Linked DNA regions of Mus musculus: regions 2, 3, 4, 5, 6 and 7 are each linked to region 1. The links are chromatin contacts, called in public HiChIP or PLAC-seq, Micro-C and promoter capture Hi-C maps. All regions are on one chromosome and are shown on one strand. The core of a region is the stretch at or near the end of the contact, and the rest is flanking DNA. Distances in the headings are between cores, read along the strand shown. Region 1 holds the start of Rnf139 (ring finger protein 139). Region 2 holds the start of 9130401M01Rik (RIKEN cDNA 9130401M01 gene). Region 3 overlaps Gm36819 (a long non-coding RNA gene). Region 4 has its middle 19 kb from the start of 9130401M01Rik. Region 5 holds the start of Fam83a (family with sequence similarity 83, member A). Region 6 holds the start of Tbc1d31 (TBC1 domain family, member 31). Region 7 holds the start of Zhx1 (zinc fingers and homeoboxes 1).

Region 1 (3,584 bases), core at 376-2,875:
TGAGATGACTATGCAGACTCCTCTCGAACACAGAGAATGGTGGAAGTGGCTTTAATAAAGAAGAGCAGAACGACTAACTTGTATCCCCAGTAGATGACACTAAGCCCTGTGCTTGAAGAGTATCACCACCACTTTTTCTTTCTTGTTAACTTTAAGGTGAGCACTGCGGGGTCACAGCGCTGGGTACTGCATCTCCGCACACTGAGGAAGAACAAAAGGGAACCATCCCTGAACACCAGAAGCCTTTCTAACGCTCTGGCAAACACCAGCTGTGCACCAGAAACCAAACACCTAACTTCTCCAACCTCATTTCCTCACCTGTAAAGTCTAAATAACACGATCCACCTTTGAGGAGTGACCGACGGATTAGGTAAAACCTGTGAGAATGCTTTCTAGCAGACAAATGTAGAAGAGTTACTGCCAAGAACAAAACTGCTTCTTTATTGACGCTCCTTTTCTGGGAGAATAAGGCAGCAGAGGCGCTCGCACTTCTCAAGGTCTTGGTCAGGACCTCACTACCAGGTACCCGCACCCCCAACCTTTCAATAGCAAGAACCCACCTAAAAACTCATCGTAATGATCTCATCAACAAAACCTGCCAAGCTGTAATTATCTGGAAAAGATCTCTTTATGTGTTTCTCACTTCTGGTATGTAGCACAGAGAGAAATAGAAAGTGAAATATAAAATACTTTTAGCACTCAATCCATATGAAATGAAGACTGATCTTTCTAGTCTCCCACAGATGTCTCATCACCCTGGGATGGTAAGCTTTCATAGTCACATCCAACACCTTATTATTTACTCATAGAAAGAGTTTAGGGGTTCGTTGTAAGTATAACCTTCCTCGCGGTGACTTTTGGAAATGGTTTCAAGGACTGACATTCATGGCTTGAGTGGCCATTTACCTCAAGTACTTCACGATCCGGTGGACTCCAAGACACAGAAGTGACAACGTATTCTGCACTGTGAAATGGGTAGACAGGGGGCTCAAGCTCTGGCTCAAGTCCAAGGTCACACACGGCGAGACCCGGAGAGCTGTTTTTCCAGGGCTGTCGCATAGGACGCTGGAAGCCAGCAGTCATTCCCCAAGAGAAACAGCAGACAGACAGCCGCATGCTCACACAGCCGTGCTTTCTCCTCGCCCATCCAGGTGCCAACCGAGCAGGGCACAGACCCGCCAGCACCACTCAGCTGTCAACGCTGGCACGAGTACCACGGGTCCCCGCACCCCCGCCAAAAGGCCCTCTGGGGAACCAGACCGTGGTTCCCCAAGCCGCGTGCCACCAGTGCCCTGCCGTTCCCGTCGGCCTGGGAGAGGGCACGCCTCGGCCAGCGGGCTAGCCCTACGCCGTCCTTACCAAGGAGCCGGAGAAAGATCTGAAGCCCGATGCAGAACCGGCTTTGGCTGGAATCGTAGTAGGAGTTGAAGATGGCGTCGATGATGTAGAGGCAGGGCACCCGGAGCGCCACTTCGAGCGCCGCCCAGACCTGCTGCTGGGCCATCCGCACCTGCTGCTGCGGGGGCCCCACCGCCGCCATGAGCCGCTGCCACACCGGGGCTGGGCGGGCCGGGCCAGGCAGGGCGGCGCGGGGGAGGCCCGGGGCCGCGGCCGGGGCGGGCGCCGACGAAAGTGGCTCCGCCCCCGGCCGCCTCCTGTCCTGTGTCCCGGCCCGGCCCGCCCCGCCGCCCGCTCGCGTCCCTCGGTGGAGCAGGGGGCGGCGGCAGCGGCTGCCGGGAGGCCTCGGGGCGTCGGTGTTTCCGGCCGGCTAGGGTCTGGCTCCTCCTCCCTCCAGCGCCTCCCCCGCCAGCGGAGCCACCATCTTGACCCCGCCTGCCTCGGCCGTTGCTGCCGTTGCGAGGCCCCCGAGGCGGCGCCCGCGGTCACTCGAGAACGCGGAGCCGGCGCCGCGGCCCTGCGTCACAATCCGGCGCGCCGCGCAGCGTCAGCACGCGGGGCCCGGCGAGCCTCGAGCGTTGCCATGGTCCCCGCCCGCTTCGGCTCGCCTAGCCTCGCCTCGCCTCGCCGCGGGGTGGCGCTCGCGTCGCCGGCCCGCCGCGTCCCAGCGCCCGAGCGCCTGTGAGTGGCTGCCCCTCGGTGTTGGCGTGCCCCGAGCGTGGGATGCTGGGCTACTGCGCACCGACAGTGTTAAATGTCTAGTAGAGCCCAGTGAGTGTCCCTTGAACTCGCCTCGTCCTGCTTGGGAGATGAAAAGCTGGAGGACGCCGCCCTGCCTACCTGCCTCTCCCCACCCAGAGGCCAGGCCTGAGGAATGGCAGGGGAAATAACCTGCGAGGCTGCACAGGGCGATCCCAGCCAGACTTGGCACTGGCCTTGAGTTGTTAGGTGTTGCCAAGAAAAACACACTCGCATCTGTTTACACATCTCCCTCCCTGTCCCCGTGGACGGTCATGCACATTTTATTAATGGCTTCGGAGCCTGACTTACGAGCAAGAACCCAGAACTCTCTGAGGTCTTTGATTTATCCTTGTCCTGGATAAATCCTTAATCAGAGTTGAGCGCATTCTTTCGCCGCTCTTTCTTGCCTATCAGTGGAATTGGTATGACCTGGCTGTTGTTTCTCTGTTCCTTCTCCAGCAAAGGAAGAGAGTAAGGTCAGAGGCTGAACTGTAGACTTAGCTGTTTTGGTTTAAGGAACACAAAATCGCAAACCAGGAAGCCTGGTTGACTTGGGCTCCTAGCTCAAAGCGCACAAGCCAGTTTACAGCAGGACTCTAGAAGTTGGACCTCCCTTCCCACTCCACCCCACACCCGCACAGGGAGGAGGTCTGTAAATAAAATTATCAGACTTTAACAGAACCCTTTTGGGGGAAGGTGTTTGGAGCAGGAAGATGGCACCTCCACCCAGTTTTGTGGTTTGGGCTTTGTTTGCTCACTTTCCCCTCTTCCATCTGTATACGAGGCACTGTAGGCCCCGGTTTTCTTTTACCAAAGCCTCTATATCAGCTATTACGATAGGCATTTGCTCTACCTGTTTTATCAAGGTTGAGACTGGTTTAGATAAAACGAATTGCAAGATCACAAAGGTGCTAACAGGTGGGACTGTGTATGCCCCAGACCAACAAGAATCAAAACCAGAGTTTGAACCTAATGGTATCTTAAAGCTTAAAACTTCGGTTTGTTTTGCTTCTTTCACCCACAGCCAAATTCTGTAACTGAGTCCTATCCTTCCTATAGCCGCTGTCACCATCCTAACTCAAGACCTTTCTCTGGTTTATTTTATTTTTTAAAAGACCACCAGATGGTTACCTTTTCAGATCTACTCTAGAAACTCTGGGTAACTTTCCTAAACTGCATGGCTAGAGACTAACCTTGTGGCTATGACAACGTCCCCAGAGGAAGGCAACCTTAGTGAAAGAATGACACAATCTTACATAGGGAACCTCAGGGATTAAATTAGCTACTCATCCCTCTCTTATTATGCCCCCAGTGTAATTAAAGTCAAAAGAGTGAAGCTCTTACAGAGAAGAGGGTCCAGAAACACTAAAGTAAAAATGTGATAGGAGAGAGGGGGAGAATTGTATTATTACCATTCAAAAATAGAGAATAAAATATGATCTGAA
Region 2 (3,456 bases), core at 558-3,057, 850 kb after region 1:
GGAGAAGCCTGCCTTGGCTGTTATATAAGATTTGGGGGGGCTGGAGAGATGGCTCGGTGGGTAAGAGCACCCGACTGCTCTTCTGAAGGCCAGGAGTTCAAATCCCAGCAACCACATGGTGGCTCACAACCATCCATAACGAGATCTGACTCTCTCTTCTGGGGTGTCTGAGGACAGCTACAGTGTACTTACATATAATAAATAAATAAATAAATCTTAAAAAAAAATTTGGGTTCACATTTTCAAATGAAAGGTAAACAATTACTAGTCAATAGACATAGCTTTCTTTTTGTAGACAAATCTGCCATGACTGTGGGAGTAGAGTAAGCAAGGAGGTTCTTTTAGCAAAAGGTTGGAAACTACTGAGCCCAGGAATCTTGAGTGCAAAGGGCAAAGAGCTATCACTTCCCCACGTGCAGCCCTTAAACAACTGCTGCCATTTTAGCACACGCTCTGGTTCAGTTGTTGGGCAGGAGGCTAGAGCTAGCAGGCCTGAGCAGGAGGGAAGACATTCTGAGATCAAATATCTTTCATAAAGAAAAAGCTGGAAGAACTCCTCCTTGCCCGCCTTTGCTCTGCTCTTCCTCCGCTCCTGGAGCAGAGATCTTGAATACACCCATGACACCCCTTTCACCTCTAAAGCTTTGTGTGCCTTATTTTAATCAATACCCATTTTATAGACTGGGTCACACAGCTAGCGAGCCAAGGCAACAGAGCCACACACACGTGGCTCTTGCAGTCCTTCAGTACTGTGCTGACACAGTTCTGGGCATAGACAGGGCATACTGGGATTAGGGCAAGTATAGCCCTTTTTAGGACATTATTTTTTTCCTGGTGATATTAGGAACTTTTCTTATAATTCTCTATAATATCTGAATTTTTCTTAATAAGAAGTATTGCATTTCTGATGAGAAAACAAAACAAAAACCCCAGGTATTAAAAAAGAACTTCTCTGGATGGATCCCACAGTAGCTACTGCCTGGAGGCTCCCTGCGTGGACTCTTCCAATGAGGCTATTGAATATGCACTGAGTTCCACATTTGGTGAGCCAAGGGCAGATGAATTTTGAAATCCGGGGAGGTGGTTTGGGTTGCCCTGTACGAGTCTGTAGAGTAGAAAATAGGGCTGAAGGAAAAACCCTGGAAGCAACTGGTGGAAGAGGAGCAAGTGTGAGGGCAAATAGAAAAGCTTTATTACTAGCTCCACATTAGTGCTCTATAACACAAGCCAGTGTTTTGTCCACGACCTTTACATTCTAGAGTCAAAACGTTTCTTGAAAGTCTCAAAATTCTGCTAGCCTTGATCCAAGTCTTTAAATTGTGATGTCTAGTTTTTTTAGTAAATGCGTGAAGAGTTCTGGTCTCTTCTTCAGAGACCCTGGGCTTTTGAACAAGTTACCTGACTTCTTCAAGCCCAGTATCTCCTTTTACAAGATAAGAATAACCGGGCTCTTCTCACAGTTATTGGGAAAGAAATTTTAGAAATAAAATGCAAAATAAAATGGGGAGAATACTGTCAGTGGTTTAAAGCTGATACTTACCAAGTTAACTGGCTCTCCAGAGACCACGACTATTCGAGGTACTCAGGAGGAACTCACTCTATCCAGCTCTAGACACAAAGAGGTCAAAACCTTTGTTGGGTGGTTTAGGAGGCCCTGGAGTCAGGCAAGAATTTCTGCTCCACCACGGAAATCCCCAGCCGCTGAAAGACTACCACTCCCAGAATGCAACGCTCCGGCCGACAACCCACCGCTTCCGTGTGGGCGGCGCGCCGGTGCCGCTCTACACTCTACCTTGCCTCGGCAGCCTTGGCGCGGCTGCTGTCGCGCGCTTTGGAGGCTGGGTGATGGGCGTCGCTCTAGGTGTCGCCTCGTTTCGAGGTCCAGTTGCACTTCCGCGCGATGGAGACCGGATGCTGGGTGCTGGGCGGCGAATTTGAGGACTCGGTGTTCGAGCAGAGGCCGGAGCGCCGGCCCGAGCCGCCCTCCCCCTACCGCGCCAAGCTCTGCGAGCCGCAGGTGAGACGGCTGCCCCTCTTGCCGCTCCGCTCTGGAGCCGGCCTGCGGCGAGGCCCACCACCGTCACTGTCCACCCGCCCTGCAACCAAGCACGGCGACTTCACTCTTGTACCCTCGGGTTGTCTGTCTCCGTCCCCCACCCTCAACCCACGTGTCCTGCAGGCGGGCCCGGGCTAGCATCACACGCCCCCTTCCTGCCTCCAGCCCCGCCCAGGTGCTCCGCCGTAGCATCCTTGCAGGCCTGCTGGCTGCCTAGAAGAATAAAATAGTTCCAAGCTAATTATGTTTCATCATTTCCTAGTAATGTATTGAGACTTGGATATGTTATTGTTGAGTTGGGATGGCTAGCTATGTGACTAAATGGTTGCAGAGTGCCGAACCTAACGGTGGCTCAAATACCTCGTCTCGAGTGACCCAGTGTTTAAAGAATAGAACAAAGTTTTTCTTACTGTGATGGCCCAGTAGAAGGAGAGGCACTAATTTAGCACGCTTATGATGAGCCTTGATACTCAGTGAAGTGTATTTCTCAGAATACAACCAAGCTATTACAATGTTAACTGTACTGAGTCAACAGAATTTAGAGACTTTCTTCAGCCTCAGCAGGTTTTATTGTAAAAGAGAATAGGAGATGCTTCTTTGGGGCTGGAAAATTGGGCATGCAGAATGCTTTTCATCCTTTTTTTTTAATTCTTTCTTGGTAGTTACATCTGGATCTCACCTTATGTCCAGTGGGTTTACATCAGAAGAGGTCGTCTTACAGATGTGTCCTCAGATCCTCCAAATCTTTGTCTGGGATGCACAGAAACCTGACTCCAGTTAAAATTTCCTGTGCTCTGTGTGCCTTTGTAGCATTTTTATAATAGGACCATCGCCATAATCACAGTTTCCTACGTCTTGTGCACAATTTTGTCAGTCCCTATTCACTCTCAATTGCTCTAAAAGAAAGCAGATAGCACTTTAAGAGTCACTGGACTGCACTTGGTGATGTCATTTCCAATAACTTCACTGTGGTTGAAACCGTGTGCTTTTATTTATTTTTTAAATCTGTCATTGACATGTATAGACATGTGATCATTACAACTTTTATTTTTTAAAACCACGTTCATTTATTTGTGTGTGGGTGAGAGAGCCATGGCACTGTGTGGCGGTCAGGGGACAAACTGCAGTTGTTGATTCTTTCCTTCCACCACATGGGGCCCATAGATCAAATCAGGTTGTCCGACCTAGTGACAAGTGCCTTTACCCGCCGAGGCATCTCACAGGCCGTCTTATCATTTTAATAAAAATTGGGCTGTCAGAGAGATGGCTCAGCAGGTAAAGTCACCTGCAGCCGAGTTTGATGAACTGTGTTCTATCACCAGAGCTGGAAGAGTAGAAGGAGAGAACCAACCAGCAGTTATGCTCTGACTTCCGTATGTGCTCAGTAGCGTGGATGGGCC
Region 3 (3,248 bases), core at 511-3,010, 940 kb before region 1:
AGAAAGCCTTTCCCTGGTGCATGGATATTGGATACTGGCAGAAAATGTCCAGGGCAGCTTCCTCCTCCCGTGTGTTCACAGCCCGAGACTGCTCCCCATAGAGACCCCCACCAAGACTAGTTAAGTCTGCCCTCCTCCTTCAGCTGCATACTACACACTTGTTCAGCTGTGGACAGCCAACCCAGCTCCTTAGTACGGGTGTATGAAATGAACTGCTGAGTTCTATCAGAGCACATGACCCACCTGGTCCCAGCTTTCCTGCGCCTGTGCCTTTGTGCCTGCTTTCTTTTATTCCCTGTTGCCCCAGTCAGGTCAGTCCCTAAGCTGTTCAACTGTGTCCCTTCAAGGACCCATGTCTGTTTACTCTCCCCCTCGTCTCCCAAAGCCAGAGAGCAACGGTTGCCTTTCTGAATGAATAATGCAGCGGCTGCATTACGATCACCCTGCCCTTTGCTAGGCCTTTTGTGGGCTTTGACCTTACATATGCATATAGAGCTGCCATCTTTCCATATCCAGCTTCTGTGGCATGACCATGCTCTGTAAATGCATGGCTTTTACCGTGCAGTTTACTCTTCATATACTGAGCACCTCTGGGCACATGGCTGCCTGCTCAGTGTTCAACAGATGAGAGGTCCTGGAGGCTTGGCTGGCCTTCAGGCCAGAGATCCTGCTGCTAAGAAGGATGCACAGAGCCATCCAGGGTAAAGAAGACTCAAACGCTAGAAAATTAAGGCAAAAGACCATTGTACACCATTCCTCACATTCACATCCCAAGTGTTCTTTGGTTGTGATCACTTGATCTCTGTAGAGAGCTGAGTACCACCATCAGCAGATGGGGAAACTGAGTCTGTGAAGGAGACTTACCCAGGATGGCAGAGCCAGACAGAAGGACAGGGTCCTCTACTCCAATGAGCCAGTCTCAAGAGAGTGGGTCCTAGACAACAAGTAGTTTCAATGGTGTGAAAATGAGAACCACAGTATATTTTTAAAAATCATAAAGAGCTGGCTTCTGTCATGTGACTCACCAGCCCCAGGCCTGCGTGAGGCTGGGGTTGTATTTGTCCCAACACAAAGCTTTTAAGGAATGAATTGCCATGATCCTTGCATTGCGTTTGAAGAAACGCAAGCTCTCTTGGGGAATGGCTAGGTTGCAGGTCACAAGTTACTACACAGAGCCATGGTAGCGCAAGGAATAAGCCCCAAGCCTTCCCTGGGGAGTGGAAACTGCAGAGAGCATGACACATGACTTTTTTTTTTTCAAGGATGCTAACAAAGAGTTCAAACAGAGAAGGCATGTGATACAGAGGTCGGGGGCAGAAGACAGGGTATCCATGGAGAAGCTTGGGAAACGGATCTGCTCTGTCAGGACACTGAGACCATGTGTGAAACACAGCCTTCAAGAGCCTCTTCCCAAGGAGACTGCAGCGCTCTAAAAATGCTCCTGGGGAAGGAAAGCACACCAAATTTCTAATCTGTGGGGGGAGGGAGGGACTCTGAGGAAAAGGAAATGTCCCACCCACTCTTCCATGCACCCCCAACCCCAAGGAATCTGGGCCACCAGAGCAAGACCCTCTGGGTTCTTATTAATGAGCCTGTCGAAGATTCTGCCCAGCGTCCACAGACCGTGGAAATAATTCATAGCGACAGAGCGTGTTTATGTGGGATGACTGCCAACCTCTGGTTTCTTCAGCCTCAGTGCTCCCTCTCGCTCCACTGACCAACCAAGGCCTGTTAGGAGTCTGCCCTCAGCGACAGAAGCCAGAGAACACCCAGATGCTCCCCTCCAGAACCACCTGTCCCCAGCAAGGTCAAAGAAGCCACTCTCTTGGGCTCTGTATGGTCATCGCCCTGGTAACCTAAGAGGTTATTTCTCCCTCCCTAACCCAGTGAAATTCTGAGGGGGCTTTCTGGCTCCTGGTACATTTCTCAGAAATGCACTGGAGAGGCTTGGCATGACCTCAGGGAGAAGGCTAACCAGAACACAGATGCAAAGAGCAGAGCTTGCCTCTTGCCTCAGCCTGCAGAGGCCAAGGCTCAGCCCCAGACTTCCTCACGTCCTCACCCAGAGCCATTACGGGACCTCAGTTCTGGTGTTCTCACAAAGGGGTCCCGAAGAAGACCCACTGAACAGTGTACCATCGCCACCTCTACCACAAAAGCCAAACTCACCCATCAAATGCAAGAAATGGTCAACTGCATCACAGATATGGCAGAGGGGAGCCACCCTCTCTGATTTAAAGTTTCTCGTGAGTCTTGTGATGCCACAAGGGGACACAGCGTGGCATCCATCTCTGCAGGTTGTAAGCTTGTATTTAAACAGGGTTTGTGAGGGTTTTAAAGTCAAGTGTGTCCGCATCAGCCAAGGAAAAGTTCAGGGCATTTGCTCAAACATAGGCAGCAGAGGGATGGCTGAACTGAGAGTGAGGCTTGCTCTGTGACTAATGAGAACTAGGAAAGCTTCTCACGATTCCCTGTGCTGGGAGGTTCACTCATCTCTTGAAAGTGTGAGTTAACCAGCTAAGCATGCTTGTTATACACTCCATGCCAGCTTAGAGAGAAGACCCATCAATATACATATCCACGCAGTTATGAGCATCCAAGGACACACATTGAAAAGTACAAGTGCCGTCAACTATTTCTCATGGTAGTTTTGTTCCATAGAACTGCCATGGATATTTTAGTTATTAAACCATTGCTCCGAGGGGAAACAGAGGGTTAGGCTTTTCATAGCTTCTGCTCGTATCATTTCATCAACCGTCCAAACGCATCCTTATTTTATGTGTTTTTGTGAGCAGCATCTTACTTAATAGACTGGATGCGTTCACGCTGATTTCACAGGCAACAGCGCTGTCTCAGGCTGTATGAAATTTATCTCACATTCACTGAAAAAGTGAGTTGAAAAAGTGTTTTTACAGTATGAACTAAAATGAGAAGCCTTGCTCTACATCCCCAGGAGCATAGATGTGTGCTAGCCCAAATTTCACACCACTGCTGAAGTTCATGAATAGCTGAGGATGTTCTTCAAGAACCTACCTGGGGACCATATACAAACAGTAGCACATAAGAGACTTTGAAAATATACACTCTACATAATAAAAATTGTGTGCATGTACATTTATGTGTACATACATAATAATCGATATGATATAGGTATAGGTGTAAGCTATATTGCATGACTGTGGTCCCGGGATGCAGGCCACCAGGAACCACCCTCTCCAGTGTTCTAGGACCCACTGGTTGGCCTCAAT
Region 4 (3,371 bases), core at 488-2,987, 870 kb after region 1:
GGCCAACAGACTGGAGGAATCCTGTCTCGACTGTGGAGGGGTGGCTCTTTCTATTGTGTTTGGCTTCAGCTGACTAGATGAAGCCCGAGCACAGTAAGAAGGGATCTCTGCTTTCCCACGTCTAGCAGTTAATCCCATCCAGACACACCTAGGATGATGTCTTCCCAGTTAACTGGGCATCCCACAGTCTAGTCATGTCAACACATAACATAAACCGTTAAAGCTCACCCGCTTATCATCTTGCTCCCATTTCCAGCTCCTTAAACTCCCACTCCAGTTTCCGTTTCCACGAGTATACGCGGAAGGGTATTCAGGGACATGCATGGTGAAGTAATCTTGTGGGTTTCCTTTTCCTTTTTCTTTTTTTTGTAATTGTGAGTGACAAAATTCCTATTTTAAAAAAAAAAACCTTTAAGGGAAAAAGACTGTGTTTTGGATTTTAGAGGTTACAGGGTATAGTAAGCTGGTGTGGTTTCTGTGAGGTAAAACATTACAGTGGAAGGATATGATAGAACAGCCTTATGGCAGTCAGGAAGGAGAGAGAGAGAGAGAGAGAGAGAGAGAGAGAGAGAGAGAGAGAGAGAGAGAGAGAGAGAGGCTGAGGCCAAGGCAAGGTACTCCTTCAAAGCCATGCCCTCTGTTAGTTGCTCTCCTATGGCTGTGACAAGAAACCATGATCCAGATAACTTCTCGAGGGAAGTTTATTTGGATTATGCTTCCAGATGGCAGAAAGAAAGGAGGAGCAGCCATGGTGACTGAAACAGCAGCTGAAGGTTCACGTCTTACACCGCAGGCCGACAGAGAGCAGAGAGCATGCTGGGAATGGTCCGAGGCTCTCCTGGTGCCGTACATCCTTCAGTGAGGTCAAGCATTGGTTGATCATAGCCCGCCTGGAACCAATCACGTGAGGAAAAGCCTGACAGAGATACCGAGAGGTGTGCTTTACCAGTCTCCTCTGTGCCTTTTGGTCCAAGCTAAGGATCACCACAGGTGGTGTAGGGCAGGAGCCTTCTGGGACTCAGGTGGTAGCTTGAGCTGTGACTCCAGATCTGTAAGAGTATAAATTGCTTGCTGTTGAGGTGCCCCAGGCATGGTATTTATGGCACAGTAGTTCCAGGCCTGTCCTGTCCCCTGGGAGGACATGTTCACACCCTCTTTGTTCCTCTCCTGCCCATTTGGCTAGGGATGTACCATCTTCCCTGCCTTCAGAGTTTGCCTGGCTTCTTTCTCTGCACCCGTGGGAAGCCAAGGGAGAGGCCTGGACCGTGCTGCTCAGGGGAGGCAGGAGACCTGATCTCACCTATGTCAGTGCGAACCTCTAGAAATCTGTTTCCAAGCCAGGGTCCCCAGGGTAGAAGGCAGAGACTCTCTCTCCGGTGGGGAAGACAGCGAAGTGGTCCTCCCTCAGCCCTGTGCACACGTGGGACCACTGTCCTACTGGCTGTCTCCTCAGGACTTCTGTTCAGCACACTCTGAAGCGTGGCCCAGCCTCCTTCACCCCCTCTGCAGAGGAAGGATGGCTGGGTGCTCTTAGAAGAACCAACCACATCTGCCTTGGAGCAACAGTGAAGAGGGGTTGCATCTCTGCTTGCTACCTCGAGTGTGTGCAATGTTTACATTCCTAATGACAGTTTTTTTTGACACACAACACTCTCGAGGAGGAAGCTGAGAAAGTGACTGGCAGTTTCTCTGTGTCCAACAGCATCTTGGATCAAGTCCAGAGAAGGGAGCGTTTGAAGAAGCTGCTCTGTCACGTGGATGGTGGGCCGGCGGGGCAAGCGGTGAAGGCACACAAAGGTGGAAGTTCCTTGGCTTGTCCTGTTGAAGCAGTCTTGGGGTGTCACAATGGCCCTGCAGGAATGAGGCTTCCCACGAGCACTCAGCTGAGGAGCCGTGGTGACACACGGGGTCTAAGCAGGGCATTGCTACTACCCTGCTGGGGCCGGTGGGGACACTGATGGTCTCTGGGCTCTGACAGTGCAGGTGGAGCAATACACGATCAGTGTTGTATGCAAACCAGTGACTGTAATGGGCCACTCCAAGGAGAGAGAGGAGGGGTGGGGGAGAGAGATAGAAGATTATAGAAGCATATGGTCATTAGCAGCCACCATGATGTCCGGGCAGTGTGGACCTTCTCTTGGTTAAAGCACTCCCTTCTCTTGGGTCCTCTACAACATAAAAATCCTGCCATTTTCTTCAGGTCTTTCTGGTAACCTTTATAGGGGAAGTACTGCCTACCATCCCTGGATCCTCAGAGCAGAGAGATGTGCCCACTGGGAATGTACAGATGCCATTGTTGAACTTCACTCAGTGGTAGTGACTGTCAGTTAAGGACCGCTCCAGCCACAGGTCCCTAGTGAGGGAAAGCCACAGGTCATTATGACCCCAAGTGGAACTAAAACTAGCAAGAAAACAATAGGGGGTGGGGGATGGGTGTGTGAGCCTTTGTACTCTGTACTGTAAAAATGCATCTACATTCCCTACTGTAGAACAGAAGCTGAACATATACACTATATTAACACCTAAGCATTTACACTGTTAGTGCCCCACGTGTTCTGAGTTAACTCGGCTTCTAGATGGTATAGATGGGGTTGGGACCAGCAGACACGGACGGTATGCAAAACTCCAAGAGTGCGGGGTTTGGAGGTGATGAGAGGGATTTGGGCACAAGCCTCAGAAATGAGTCTGAGAAAAATCCCAGTGCCAGGAGTGGGGTACTCCCCTAGAAGCTATTGGCCAGAGAGTCCCCAAAGCCTCCCCAAAGCATAGGTTTATTGCCATTGCCCACAAGAACTAGATGGTACGATCTTAGTGCTGGTGGCACAGTGCACTTTTGGTTTCTTAGGACAGATAAATCAAGCTGGAACTGACCTGAAGATTTCTTCCCTGCTGGCTCGCTCTCACGGAGCTGAAAGGTATGTGCAGGCTGCAGGTGGTAAGGGTGAGGGAGAAAAGAGACATCGGCTATACCCGTGGCCAACCCTGCATCCTATTAAGGATGTGCTCATTGGTGCAATAGAAGCACAAATGTACAGGGGTAACCAACTGCTTTTGGATTGGATTTGAAGCCTGCTCCATGGGAAGTCATTCATGCCTGATACCATAAATTTTATCAAAGTCAAGACCATAGACCTAAGGCCCTAAGGCTTAGGGAAAACCTACTGCCGTTTTTTTTTGTTTGTTTGTTTTGTTTTTGTTAAGTGGTCATATTGTCATGCTGCATTCTAACTGTTGATGTTTATAGTCATAAATCAGAACTACCTTCAACTTCTCTCTGCAGCGGTCATCAATAAATGCAGAGACTTCTAACTTTTCAAAGTGCTGAGAATAAAATGCTATCAAGTGCTCAGCCCTAAATGGGACATTTACAC
Region 5 (3,328 bases), core at 821-3,320, 900 kb after region 1:
AGCCAAGGAATCCCTGTGCACTGGCCCCATCCTCAAGAGAGCAGAGCTAGTACACTTAGCAATAGACCAAAAGGAATCTCAGTTCATCATGGCGGCTGTGCCCCAGGAGGTCAAGGCACTTGCCTGAGATGTCACAGGGTAGCCCTCCTGACAGTCTGCCTGGGCCCTTCTGGGCCATCATGTCATGAAGTACCAGTTCCCAAGCAGCCCTGCCACACAGTAGCTCCACCCAATGCCACCTTCTACTTAAATTTCCAGAACTCTGCTTCCCCACAGTCCTCTTGGTGGCTTTCCCAAAAACTTTAGAATTGCATACAATGTTGTGACCCTGGGAGGGGATCCAGTCATGAGCCCAGGACCATAGCCAGGAGTGAACACAAAAATCAATGTGTACTTTGAGACAGAGACCAACACACACACACACACAGACACACACACAGACACATACACAGACACACACACACACACACACACACACACACACAGAGAGAGAGAGAGAGAGAGAGAGAGAGAGAGAGAGAGAGATGTCTTTATGATGACCCTCCCTCCCATACTGGGGATTGAACTTGGGGCATCTATGCTAAACAGGCCCTCTACCACAGAGCCACACCCCCAACCGTGGATGACAGATTTCTCTCCTCCTTGGAGTTCACTTTCTCTCCCTTGCCCCTCTGCAGTTTCAGGAAAGAGGGATGGGTACCCACAACCCTGTGTACTTGGGAAAAAAAGAGATAGCAGAGAGTAACCCTCTCTACCCAGCCCCCAGTTGACACTGGCAACCACTGCAGACATGCAGAGGCACTGGGAACTCCTGCCCCATTGGCCCCAATGCCTGAGGTCCTGTCAGCTGAGGCCCTGTTCAGAAGGACTTTCCAGAGTCTAAGTAAAACATGGGCTGTCCGGGGAGAGGGGAATTTTCTCTGACCCTCTCCCTGCCTCACTTTCTGCTTCGATAGAGCTGCCTGATACAGGGGCTACAGGGTGACCTGTGGGCAACTAGATCTAAATAGAGGCTGAGAGGACAAAAGGACAAGGATATGTCCTAGTGAAGTCCCCTCGCCCATTCATCTGGAAGCACTAACGAAAAAAGAGCACGAACCGGAGTGAAAAGCAGGGATGGTTCAGGGACAGACAGAGTCTCCAAAGTCCTGAAGCCAGAGGCCAGAGGCTTGAGAATATGCAGGGGACTCGGGGGTGAGTGGCAAGCAGTAGGAAAAAGGAGTTGGGGAGCCAAGGAAGGGATTTATCCTTCCCACACGAGAGACTATAGTGCCAGGGATAGGTGCTAGTGGCGCAGGACCCAGGTTGTATAGGGATCAAGGGTCTGTGCTCCTGGGCAAGCCTGTGAAAACAGCATGCAAGCCCCTAGCTCTATCTAATCCCCGCTCCATCCCGCACAGCACTAGGCAGACCTCAGCTCTGCGTGGGTACCTGGCTGGCCCGGGAGATGCAGCGGCGGACCAAATCTCTGATGTTGTTGTGTTTGTCCATTTGGAAGTAGATGGTGGCACTGGACTTTTCCTTCAGGTAGGGCTTCTCAGCCAAAGTCCAGGTGTGCAGCAGAGCTGGCTCACTGCCTTCCGAAGCCACAGGGAAGTAGGTACCTGATTGTAAAGAGCAGGAGTCCAGTCCTCTGGGTCCTGACTCAGCCCCTCCGGCAGAATCGGGGGCATCAGGGGGCTCCTTGGCCTGGGCCTGGATGTACTGGGCCTCCGCTGAGGACAGGAAGTCTACCTCTCCTTCCTGACTGAGGGCGCGCCAGTAAGCCTCTGGACCGCCATCCAAGAGGGCATCTGTGGCCAGCCGGGCGCTCTCATTATCACTGAAGTCAGCTCTGGCTGGCCGGGTCCACTGGTTCTTGACATCTTCCAGACGTTTCCGGATCTTGCCCACATGCCTTGACCGACTCATGCTGCTGTGTTGCTCAGTCGTGGAGGGGTGGCCAACCGCGGAGCTCTTCCAGACGTAGGAAGAATGCGGACGACACCAGGGAGGAATAGGGCTCCCAGTATTCCTAGGAAGCTATGGGCTTCCCATACTGGCTTGCCGAGTTCCTTCCTCCCCTCTTGCCTACTTGGAGAAATGGTTCTCACTGCCCCAACAATGCTTCTTGGGGATCCTCACCTGCAGCCCAGGGATTGGCTTATCTCCGAGAGCCACCACCCTGCCCACAAGTCAGAGGGCTGGATCAGTCATTGCCTTGGCACAGTCAACCATGGGATATTTCCTCCGCTTCAGCCTCAGGCTGAGCCGGCTTTCCCACTTGGTTGCACAACACTGAGGGCCTGGAACCCTCCGGCCTTTGTTACAGTGAGGAGCTACTCCTCCAGCCCCACAGAACCAGCCCAAGGGATAGACAGGAGCAAGGAGGACTGGGCACAGGTCCCCTTTGTGCTCCCTGGCTCAAACTCCGTTGGGTTCATATAAGGCCAACGAGAACTTCCCCAGGAACCCCCTCTTTTTCTTGCCCACCCCTTCCCTGTCCCGTGAAAGAGTGTCTGTCTAGTATTTGCTATTGACCTGTTTGTTCAGTCTGCACAGAGTTCCTAGGTCTGGGCAGTGTGCTGACCGTTTGGGGAGTATGGCTGCAAGTCAGGCTACTATTTCGTGGCCTGGGAACCCATAGGATCCATGTCGGGGCTGGAGGAGGGGTGCCATCTGTGAATGAACTCTGTGACCTCTGAGGAAGTAACCTGTGCTTTCTCTTCAGACCAGGTCCCAGACAGCTGTGGGATGGAACATCTGGAAGCCTGACTGGCTTCGATTGGGCTCCGCAGGAAACAGGCTAGGAAGAGGAGCTGAGCGCAGGCATCTTGGAAGAGGACTCCAGAAAGCAAAAGTGGAGAGGGCCATGGGGAGTTGAACGGCACAGGAAAAAGATGCTTGTCTTGGGCAGGTTGACTCGTGGGATGAGGTAGTGACCATCTGGAGTTCATGAACATGATAGGACACATGGGGGTGGGGGTTCGGTTCACTGAGAACTGTGTGATAGGAGAGTCACAGCCCAGTGTTCCTACCTGCCAGCCTGTCTAGGGCCTCTCATGCCGGGTTTACCCCAGCAGCCGGCCCGCCCGAGAGCCCACTGAGTGCTTGTGGTAACAAAGCTGCAGTTGGTTACAGGAAGCTCTAACTGCGGGAGGGATGACACCGGGGCACAGAAGCCTGGCACTGGCAGTGCCTGCTAAGGACCTGTGCCAGGGAAATCCAATCTTGTGCTGTCAAGGAGCCAGAACCCGGGAAGAGCCTGATGCCTCTGGGCCATTGCCACTCTCCGAAGGAAGGCAGAGCTAGACTTCTAGGACCGTAGAGAAGTGGCCCAGGTGACTTG
Region 6 (3,679 bases), core at 302-2,801, 980 kb after region 1:
CCTGCATATACACACATCAACACATACATACATACATACATACATACACATACACATGCACACACACATACACATGCACATGCACACACACACACACACATACATACACACATCAACACACACATGCATACACACACACATATATACATACATACACACATCAACACACACACACACACGTTTTTTATTCTCCTGATATAACTGTCATCCTGGAGGCTTACTGCCTTTTGTTTCTTAACCTAGGCCTAGTCCCCAAAGCTTCTAGCCTCCGGACAACCTAATCTAAACCTAGAATGTTCTCAACCTCTGAGACTTACTGCTGAGTAAGCTCACCCTTTTTAGTTCTTTCTGAGCTCTGCTGGCTGGTTCAACTTAGCTGTCCTGGCTCAAAACTGCTTTCCGAGCTGAAAGGAAAACGCCGAAGAATCTCCACTATTGACAAGATTGTTTATTCAATAGGTCAACGGGTGAATAGCACTGATAAAGGGTGGACAGCCACCAGAAACCACAGTGGCTGGCTGGCTAGTCAAATAAGTGGCTGATCCACTTATAACTGCTTTCAGCTTACAAAAACACTTAGTCTGATTTCTAGGGAAGCAACTAAAAGATAAATAGAAAAGTCTCTTGAGAAACAAACCTCGAGGTATGAACCCAAGTGATACTATGCAGTCCACGCAAACGTAGGTAATCAGAAACACCAAGATCGCTTAGGCAGGCACCATGGGAACCAAAACAAATGGGGGAGGGGGCAAAGACTCCCACTGACGTCACACAAGAGGCTGCGTGTTAAACCCGCTACTCCAAACAGAATAAAAGGAAGCACAGGCGGGTAAAAGTCCCCGCACCAATGACAGGCCCTGCAACACTCACTGCAGAACTTAAGTTTGTTCCAGCGTTGTTCCATAGTGAAAAGCGTGCTTGGCCCACACTAGGCTCTCAACATTACAGGTGTGCAATGTAATGAATGACTTAAGGATGGAGAGCATCGGCTTTTGGAAAGGTAGATGTGCATTGCTTTCTTTGCTCCCATCACCTCCTGGAGTTTTTTTTCCCCCCAACTGGAATAGACATTAATAAATCAAAGCAGGTGGAGTCCTGGCACTCAGCTGAACTGCAAATTCTTTTGCACAAGTCGTAGAGCCTTCTCCTGCCTGCCTCTCACCGTGACCAGGGACCAGATTCTGGGACAACTGCAATCTACGGTTTCCGGAGCTACTTGCTCCTCCTGAGGTCCCAACCCAGGGATGCAGCGCACGGCCAGAGTCAGAATCCCCGGGCCAGCATTCCTCCTCCACGCTTCCCACTTCAGTCTCCCGCAGACCCGCCCCCTCGTCGGTCTCCACAGCCCGCGGCCTCACCCGTCGTGAGTGGCTGGCGATGGCTTGCGGTGCCATATCTTGCCGCTCTCCTTGTTGCCCAGGTCAGTGCTCTGCATGTCGAACCCCGACCCCTACCCCGACTCCGATCCGCGGCTGACCCGGTGAGGGTAACCGTCCCGAGAGCTACCCAGCAGTCCCCGCGCGCCCAACCCGGGAAATTCGAGCGGCCGCCGCGGGGTCTCCGCCCCCAAGGACTGTGCCAATCACGCGGGGGACGCCCCTTCTAGTTACAACCAATCAGGACGGGGATCCGCCCACCTCCGCTCTTGTGGTCCCTCCACTCTGGACAATGGAAACAACCAACGGCTTCTCTCTAGACTCCACCCCTTTTCTGAGGCTTCTAATTCTGCGACCCAAAGGCTTCAGGGAGTTGTAGTTTTCTGAAAACCAAGTCTGGGACTTCAATTCTCTGACACCTATAGGCTCAAACAGACACCAAAAGTGTTTTTCTCCTGAGAGCTTGCTGCCTCCTGCATTTCGTTCTCTATTGCGTTTAGAATAAGAGATTTATAGAAATAACAAAGATGCAAAAGACAAGTTCGTTGAGAAATGGAGGAGTTCCTTTCCTAGAACTTACAGGCACGGCAGAACTCCACAGACCTAAATGAATTCCGCTTTGTTTGGTTTGTTTTTGTTTATTTTTTGCCATACTCATCACGCTTTAATTGCGTAAATTTACAAGATGCTCCCACATTATGGTTTGCAACCCACTCCTCATAATCTAGAAAAGTAAAAAAACGTCAAGAACCAGCTGCACTGGCATCGGAAATCTTTTTCACTTAGCAAAATTCACTCAGTGTTTCTTTAGTGCTTACTACGTGTGGCTGTCCCGCGTGCTTAACAGGCCAACGCACTTAATTCACAGAGAAGCAATTTAGATAATACTTTTAACTCCACTTCAGTGATGTATGAAGTTGCAAGTCGATTTCTAATGAAATCGGTCCACGTTTGGCGTATAAAACAGAAATAATGCCAGGTAGTAGTGGCACACGTCTTCAATCCCAGTACTTGGGAGGCAGAAGCAGGCAGATCTTATGAGGTCAGGCTAGCCTGGTCTACAGAACTAGTTCCAGGATTGCCAGAGTTACACAAAGAAACCCTGTTTCGAAAAACCAAAAACCAAATGAAAAGACCAGAAATGTATTCTCTCAACATTCCGTGTCAACAGAGTCTGGCAACAAAGATTTTCTTCTTTGTCTGGGATAGCCACCTTTTGTTTGTTGCAAATATCTCTTTACTTTTCTCATATATGAAAATAAATGAAAAATCTTAAAGTAAAAATTAAATGAGGTTTTCAAAAGAGAGTGTAAATATTTTTAAGGGAACACGACTTGAGTTCACCACACTGCTAGGAAAGGACCTTTCTCTCCTGATCGGTTTTGAGCTGTAGTCATCTGATGTGTGTATGACTCCTGAGACTTAAGGTGTGTATCCAGACATAGTCAGGCTCTGCCAAAGACTTATCCGATGTGTATGTATGTCTTTCCTTCTTGTTGTTAATGAGGCATGTAATGGTACTTGGTTTATTTATTTATTTATTTGTAATGACACTTGTAACATAGCCTCTGCCCTTTGTCAGCTTCAGTAAGCTTCTTACAACTGCTCCCTCATTAACATAGATCAGCCGCACTTCTGACCCACACCTGCTTCTGTCTCCTGTTCCCTTTGGGGCACTCATGCAAGGCTATTTGAGTCGGTATCTCACAAGGTTCTCTCTAAGTCTCAGAGCTTGACTTGCCATTTACTATGGACAGTTACAGTTGGATTTAGGGTTCACAAGAATAGTCCAGAATGATATTCTTAGATGAAACTCAACTTAAAAAAAAAGATTTATTTATTATTATATGTAAGTACACTGTAGCTGTCTTTTAGACACACCAGAAGAGGGCATCAGATCTCATTACGGATGGTTATGAGCCACCTTGTGGTTGTTGGGATTTGAACTCGGGACTTTTGGAAGAGTAGTTAGTGCTCTTAGCTGCTGAGCCATCTCACCAGCCGGAAACTCCTTAACTTACATCTTCAAAGATTGGTGCATGTGCGCACGTGTGTGTGCGTGTCTGTCTGTCTGTCTGTCTATGTATATGTTTGCTAGGCTTCACGCATACTTCGAGTAGTATGTAGACATATATGAGGGGAGAGGGGAAAGAATTTGATTTGCCACAGATAGGTGCTACTATTATCCCTATTTCCTAGGAAATTGAAGTAAGAGGAAAGCCAAAAGAGAGGCATGATCCTTCTGTTCTTGAGCCCCATGATTTTCAACAACAAAAAAAGCAACCACAAAAGAAATGTTTGGT
Region 7 (3,624 bases), core at 565-3,064, 810 kb after region 1:
CCATATGCCTCAGCCACTTCAGATTCTCCTCAATTTTCACTTTGATGTATTCTATGAGCATGTGTTTTTGCCTAGCATCTAGTCTGTAAGATCCTGGAAGACAGAACAGAGCCTTCCGGATCCATGGCTTCCACATCTATGATTCAACCAACTGTGGATCAAAATGTTCAGGAAAAAAAAAATCATGCATCTCTGCTGAACGAGTCAACTTTTTTTCTTGTCTCGGTATGTTAAACAGTTACAGTACAGCAGCTCTTTGCCTGGTGTCTACATCATCCTAATAGAGATGAGGTAAATTCCATCGGGGCATGTGCACAGATTATATGCAAATTCCATACCAGTTTATTTAAGGGACTTGAACAACACTCTATTTGGGTATCATGGAGGGTTCCAGAACAATCCCTTTTAGATACCAACGGACAACAGGATGGCCTTACTCAGTTTTACATCTCCTTTAGTGTCCGGCACATGTGGTCCTCAAAAAGCAAATGGTTGAATGCATGAACAAAAGGTTGAATATCTGAATTTAAAATATTTTCTTTGTTCAGAGTTAAATCCTAAACTGGGATTCTCAGTGGACCTGGAACTGTCTTTGGGGTGAGCATAAACTGGTGTGTGTGTGTGTAACTTTTTGTCTTGTATTTTTCTTATGAGGGATACATAAATACATTGTGTATTTAAACACATTGTGTATTAAATACATTGTGGAGAATGCATTGTTTTATTTTACTGATGTTAGTACTGTATTATAAATACTTTCCATTAAACCACTTTCTATTAAAAACTACACTGATTTCTTAAATTCTTTGTATAAGTAGTTTGCATTCTGAATTTAGTTTCAAGGGGCTTGAGCGCTATTAATTTTTGTTTTAAGAATGGGCCGAGAGTGGGACAGGGTTGGGTTCCTCTGCTGGTGAGACCATTAAGCCTCAGCATACACAAGTTTTAGAATTTTAGGATGCAACTAAATATTGTGCACGTTGATATCAGCAGCCAGGTCTTCCCTTCATGTAAATGCAGAGTGCAAATTTTCGGGCTGGTGTGGCTTGGTGGAGCTCTGCTATCAAAACACAAAAGGGTCCATGACTGGAATGGGGGTGGGGACTAAACATCCAGGCGCCAAAGAGTTCTCTTACGTCCGTCCGGAGCGGCGAGTACAGGAGCGAACACTCGGAGTGGTTTCCTTTCGCCCTCGTTTGTTATATTCAATGGAACAATGACGAGAGGGCTGAAGGGCAGAGGTGGGGAAGACGCTGAGGTCCTCGGCTGGCCGCGCTGCGGGGCTGGTGCCCACTGCGGAGAGCTCGGCTTCAGTCAGTGGCTCTCCGGGGAAAGAGGGACGGCAGCAGGAAGCAGAGGCGGGAGGCTCCAAGTGGGGCCACACTTAACTTTTCCCGTCCAAAGCTGGAACTACGGGGCTCCTGCTGGACTCGGGCTAGGAAGAGGCGGAGCAGCGGCTGACAGGAGCGCGGGACTGTTGACAGCGGGTGGGGGCGCGGCTGGCATCCAGAGGGCGCTGCCAAGGAGGAGCCGAGAGTGACAGTGGGCGTGGCTTAGGGAGGGGCGGGGCCTTAGGACGCCGGCTCCGGGAGAGATGGGGTTGGTTTCGGAGGACCTAGGCAGTTTCAAGGGAAGAAAGCGACCGAGGTCGCGGGAGGCGGGGTCCGACTTCTGACGACCGCTGGCCGAGCAATCGCTTGAACGGGGCGGAGCCTCGCAGGCCCTGGAGGAGGAGCTTCTCGCGACGGGGCGTGGCTTCTAGTGACAGAGGCGTGGCCCCCTCCTGACAGGGGGCGTGACTCTCCCTGACAGAGGGCGGGGCGGCGCACACCTCCCGCAGCGCCCGGTTCTAGAGGAGCGGCCTGGGTCGCATCCCAGAGGAGCGGCGGAGTCCTCGAGTGGGGTGCCCGGCTCGTCCCCGCCTCGGCTGGCTCCTCCTCGCGGCCCTTGTGGGTTCAGGGAGCGGAGTCTCTCTCGCACCCTGGCCTGGCCTCTCGGCGCTTCTGCCGGGCTGCAGAGCTCCGTGGGGGGCCCCCTCGCGCGAGGGCCCTCCGAGTGGTTCCGGGGTTAGGGTTCACGGGTCAGAGTTGACTCCCTGAAAAGTGCAGTCGCTCTGAAATGCAAGATGGCGGCGGCGAGGCGCTGAGGCGAGGCGGCCCCTGCAGGTAGCTGCGCGAGCGGGCTGGGGACTGGGCCTCGCGGTTGCGGGTGGAACCCGAGCAGGAACTCGCGGCGGGTAGGGAAGCCGAGAGGCGCGGGCGCTGGCGCGACACGGGACGGGGCAGCAGCGGGACACAGACACCCCCCCCCTCTTCGGGACCCAGCCCACGGTGCTGGGGCACGCAAGATCGGACCCGGGGGGAACTGGGCCTGCCCCGCGGCGGGGCGGACGGAGTCGCAGCTCCCGGATTCTCTCGGGGGTTGTCAGAGCGAGGACGGAGCTCTGGGTGGAGGGTTTGGAGGGAAAGCCCCAGCGCCTTGGTTGGGAGAGCACTGAGTAACTTGGGGGCGCAGAGGGGATGGGGAGCCGGTCTCCCTGGGGGGAAGGACGTCTCTGGGACAGCGGACCCTAACTACCGTGCGGGTCCTGGGGAAGATCTCCAGCGTTGGGCCTCCGGAGGCGTGAGGCCACCTCGTGGGGACACGGCGCAGCCCCCCTCTGAAGAGTCAGCCAAGGATCTCCGGCTGGACTGTAGCGCACTGGCTTTGGGGTCGGAGCAACGGGAAACCTCAGCAGAGAAGACTCAGGAGTTGCATCCCCAAGAAGTATAGTGCGAAGTATATTTTGAGGAAGAGCAGGCTTTTAGGGGAGAAGTTCATTAAAGAGGGTGGAAACACACTTGTCTCTGCTTAGGTAGTGGAGCGGGAGTGCAGACTTGGGAGAGCGATGGACCAGAGGAAACTCCAAGCCTTGGGGCTTAAAGGGAATTGGCTAGGAGGGAATAAAAAGGACTGGGGTCTGATGGCAGGAAAGCCGAGCCCTGACTCATTTCTTGTGTATTTACACCGAAGTTCCAAGAGAGGGACTTAGAATTCTTTGTTTCGGTACTCCAAAGGTACCAGTAAGAAACGAACCAAACGGAAGAATAAGATTCTGTTTGCTATCCTTAGCTTACTCTGGGCAAAGCAATTGGAAAACTGAATGTAGAGAAGAAGCATAGATAAAGTAGGAATGCTCACAGTACTTTTCTGTCACTAACCCTTCTCTAAAAGACAAGACCAAAACAAACCAAGAAGAGATAAAATTTAGGAGGAAATTATGAGAAAGGCCGATTGAGAAGTTGTGACATTTTTAGGGTGGGATTCCATGCAATTCGAAGAAGCAATTCTCTCGGAGATTAATATTATGGCAAATGAAAATCCGGAAGGACCACTCCTTCCCCAGGAAAAGACTGTGTATTGTGGGGTACACAAGTACACCTTTCTATTTGTGGTGCTGGTCATTGTATTTCAGAAGTCTTTGTCCTAACACTTTAATTTGTATGCAGTAGTAATTACCTGTTTCTTTTTAAAATGCCTTGAAAAAGTCATTATTTCAAACTGGCAGTGGGGATTAATAGAAGTTTGTTCAAACAAGGCTACTGGCACATAGATTATTTCTAAAGAAGCAATTCTGATTCCAGA

The links. Promoter capture Hi-C pulls out the DNA fragments that hold promoters and counts their contacts. Hi-C and Micro-C count contacts between places; a contact is called where the count stands out from the background. HiChIP or PLAC-seq counts read pairs in DNA pulled down with a chosen protein or histone mark. Capture Hi-C pulls out chosen DNA fragments and counts their contacts.
Region 2: a promoter capture Hi-C map of pre-B cells shows a contact between it and region 1, with 3 times the contacts expected there. The contact joins the promoter of 9130401M01Rik here to the promoter of Rnf139 in region 1. A contact is called at or near these places in 9 of 39 promoter capture datasets (the 3T3-L1 cell line, 3T3-L1-derived adipocytes, the C10 cell line and 4 more), 1 of 484 Hi-C or Micro-C datasets (frontal cortex) and 1 of 115 datasets of contacts at active chromatin or transcription factors (embryonic forebrain).
Region 3: a contact with region 1 is called in a promoter capture Hi-C map of pre-B cells, with 4 times the contacts expected there. The contact joins the enhancer-like site here to the promoter of Rnf139 in region 1. A contact is called at or near these places in 7 of 39 promoter capture datasets (the 3T3-L1 cell line, the C10 cell line, embryonic stem cells and 3 more) and 2 of 115 datasets of contacts at active chromatin or transcription factors (large pre-B cells and pancreatic cancer cells).
Region 4: an H3K27ac HiChIP or PLAC-seq map of microglia shows a contact between it and region 1, with 5 times the contacts expected there. The contact joins the enhancer-like site here to the promoter of Rnf139 in region 1. A contact is called at or near these places in 4 of 39 promoter capture datasets (hippocampal neurons, liver and pre-B cells), 1 of 484 Hi-C or Micro-C datasets (frontal cortex) and 2 of 115 datasets of contacts at active chromatin or transcription factors (embryonic forebrain and microglia).
Region 5: a promoter capture Hi-C map of liver shows a contact between it and region 1, with 2.1 times the contacts expected there. The contact joins the promoter of Fam83a here to the promoter of Rnf139 in region 1. A contact is called at or near these places in 11 of 39 promoter capture datasets (the 3T3-L1 cell line, 3T3-L1-derived adipocytes, the C10 cell line and 7 more), 2 of 484 Hi-C or Micro-C datasets (CD4 T cells and forebrain), 4 of 115 datasets of contacts at active chromatin or transcription factors (cardiomyocytes, embryonic stem cells, extraembryonic endoderm stem cells and 1 more) and 2 of 9 other capture datasets (adipose tissue and liver).
Region 6: an H3K27ac HiChIP or PLAC-seq map of microglia shows a contact between it and region 1, with 5 times the contacts expected there. The contact joins the promoter of Tbc1d31 here to the promoter of Rnf139 in region 1. A contact is called at or near these places in 6 of 39 promoter capture datasets (the C10 cell line, HPC-7-derived erythroid cells, embryonic stem cells and 3 more), 5 of 115 datasets of contacts at active chromatin or transcription factors (the SCID.adh cell line, astrocytes, bone marrow-derived macrophages and 2 more) and 2 of 9 other capture datasets (adipose tissue and liver).
Region 7: a Micro-C map of embryonic stem cells shows a contact between it and region 1, with 7 times the contacts expected there. The contact joins the promoter of Zhx1 here to the promoter of Rnf139 in region 1. A contact is called at or near these places in 13 of 39 promoter capture datasets (the 3T3-L1 cell line, the C10 cell line, cranial neural crest and 8 more), 6 of 484 Hi-C or Micro-C datasets (cerebral cortex, embryonic stem cells, muscle stem cells and 1 more), 6 of 115 datasets of contacts at active chromatin or transcription factors (the SCID.adh cell line, bone marrow-derived macrophages, effector CD8 T cells and 3 more) and 1 of 9 other capture datasets (liver).

What each region holds. Positions count from the first base shown.
Region 1 is chr15:58,887,270-58,890,853 of GRCm38.p6, reverse strand. It overlaps Rnf139 (ring finger protein 139), which reads right to left and starts at 1,625. Exons shown (of 2, transcript NM_175226.4): 1 at 1,360-1,625. The coding sequence starts at 1,540. It also overlaps a transcript of Tatdn1 not described here.
Region 2 is chr15:58,032,645-58,036,100 of GRCm38.p6, reverse strand. It overlaps 9130401M01Rik (RIKEN cDNA 9130401M01 gene), which reads left to right and starts at 1,807. Exons shown (of 6, transcript NM_029418.4): 1 at 1,807-2,017. The coding sequence starts at 1,901.
Region 3 is chr15:59,824,808-59,828,055 of GRCm38.p6, reverse strand. Gm36819 (a long non-coding RNA gene) reads right to left here. Exons shown (of 3, transcript XR_384128.2): 2 at 865-934. Among named protein-coding and RNA genes, the nearest start is that of Gm36819, 3.0 kb to the right of the region's middle. Within about 2 kb of position 1,760, at least 42 of the 459 cell types and tissues checked have an H3K27ac peak or open chromatin away from gene starts, as enhancers often do. A contact at or near this core is called in pre-B cells, where this site is marked.
Region 4 is chr15:58,013,802-58,017,172 of GRCm38.p6, reverse strand. No RefSeq gene overlaps it. Among named protein-coding and RNA genes, the nearest start is that of 9130401M01Rik, 19 kb to the left of the region's middle. Within about 2 kb of position 1,737, at least 50 of the 459 cell types and tissues checked have an H3K27ac peak or open chromatin away from gene starts, as enhancers often do. A contact at or near this core is called in microglia, where this site is marked.
Region 5 is chr15:57,984,645-57,987,972 of GRCm38.p6, reverse strand. It overlaps Fam83a (family with sequence similarity 83, member A), which reads right to left and starts at 2,070. Exons shown (of 4, transcript NM_173862.2): 1 at 1,432-2,070. The coding sequence starts at 1,911.
Region 6 is chr15:57,910,071-57,913,749 of GRCm38.p6, reverse strand. It overlaps Tbc1d31 (TBC1 domain family, member 31), which reads right to left and starts at 1,551. Exons shown (of 21, transcript NM_001081396.2): 1 at 1,359-1,551. The coding sequence starts at 1,435.
Region 7 is chr15:58,074,698-58,078,321 of GRCm38.p6, reverse strand. It overlaps Zhx1 (zinc fingers and homeoboxes 1), which reads left to right and starts at 1,814. Exons shown (of 4, transcript NM_009572.4): 1 at 1,814-2,165.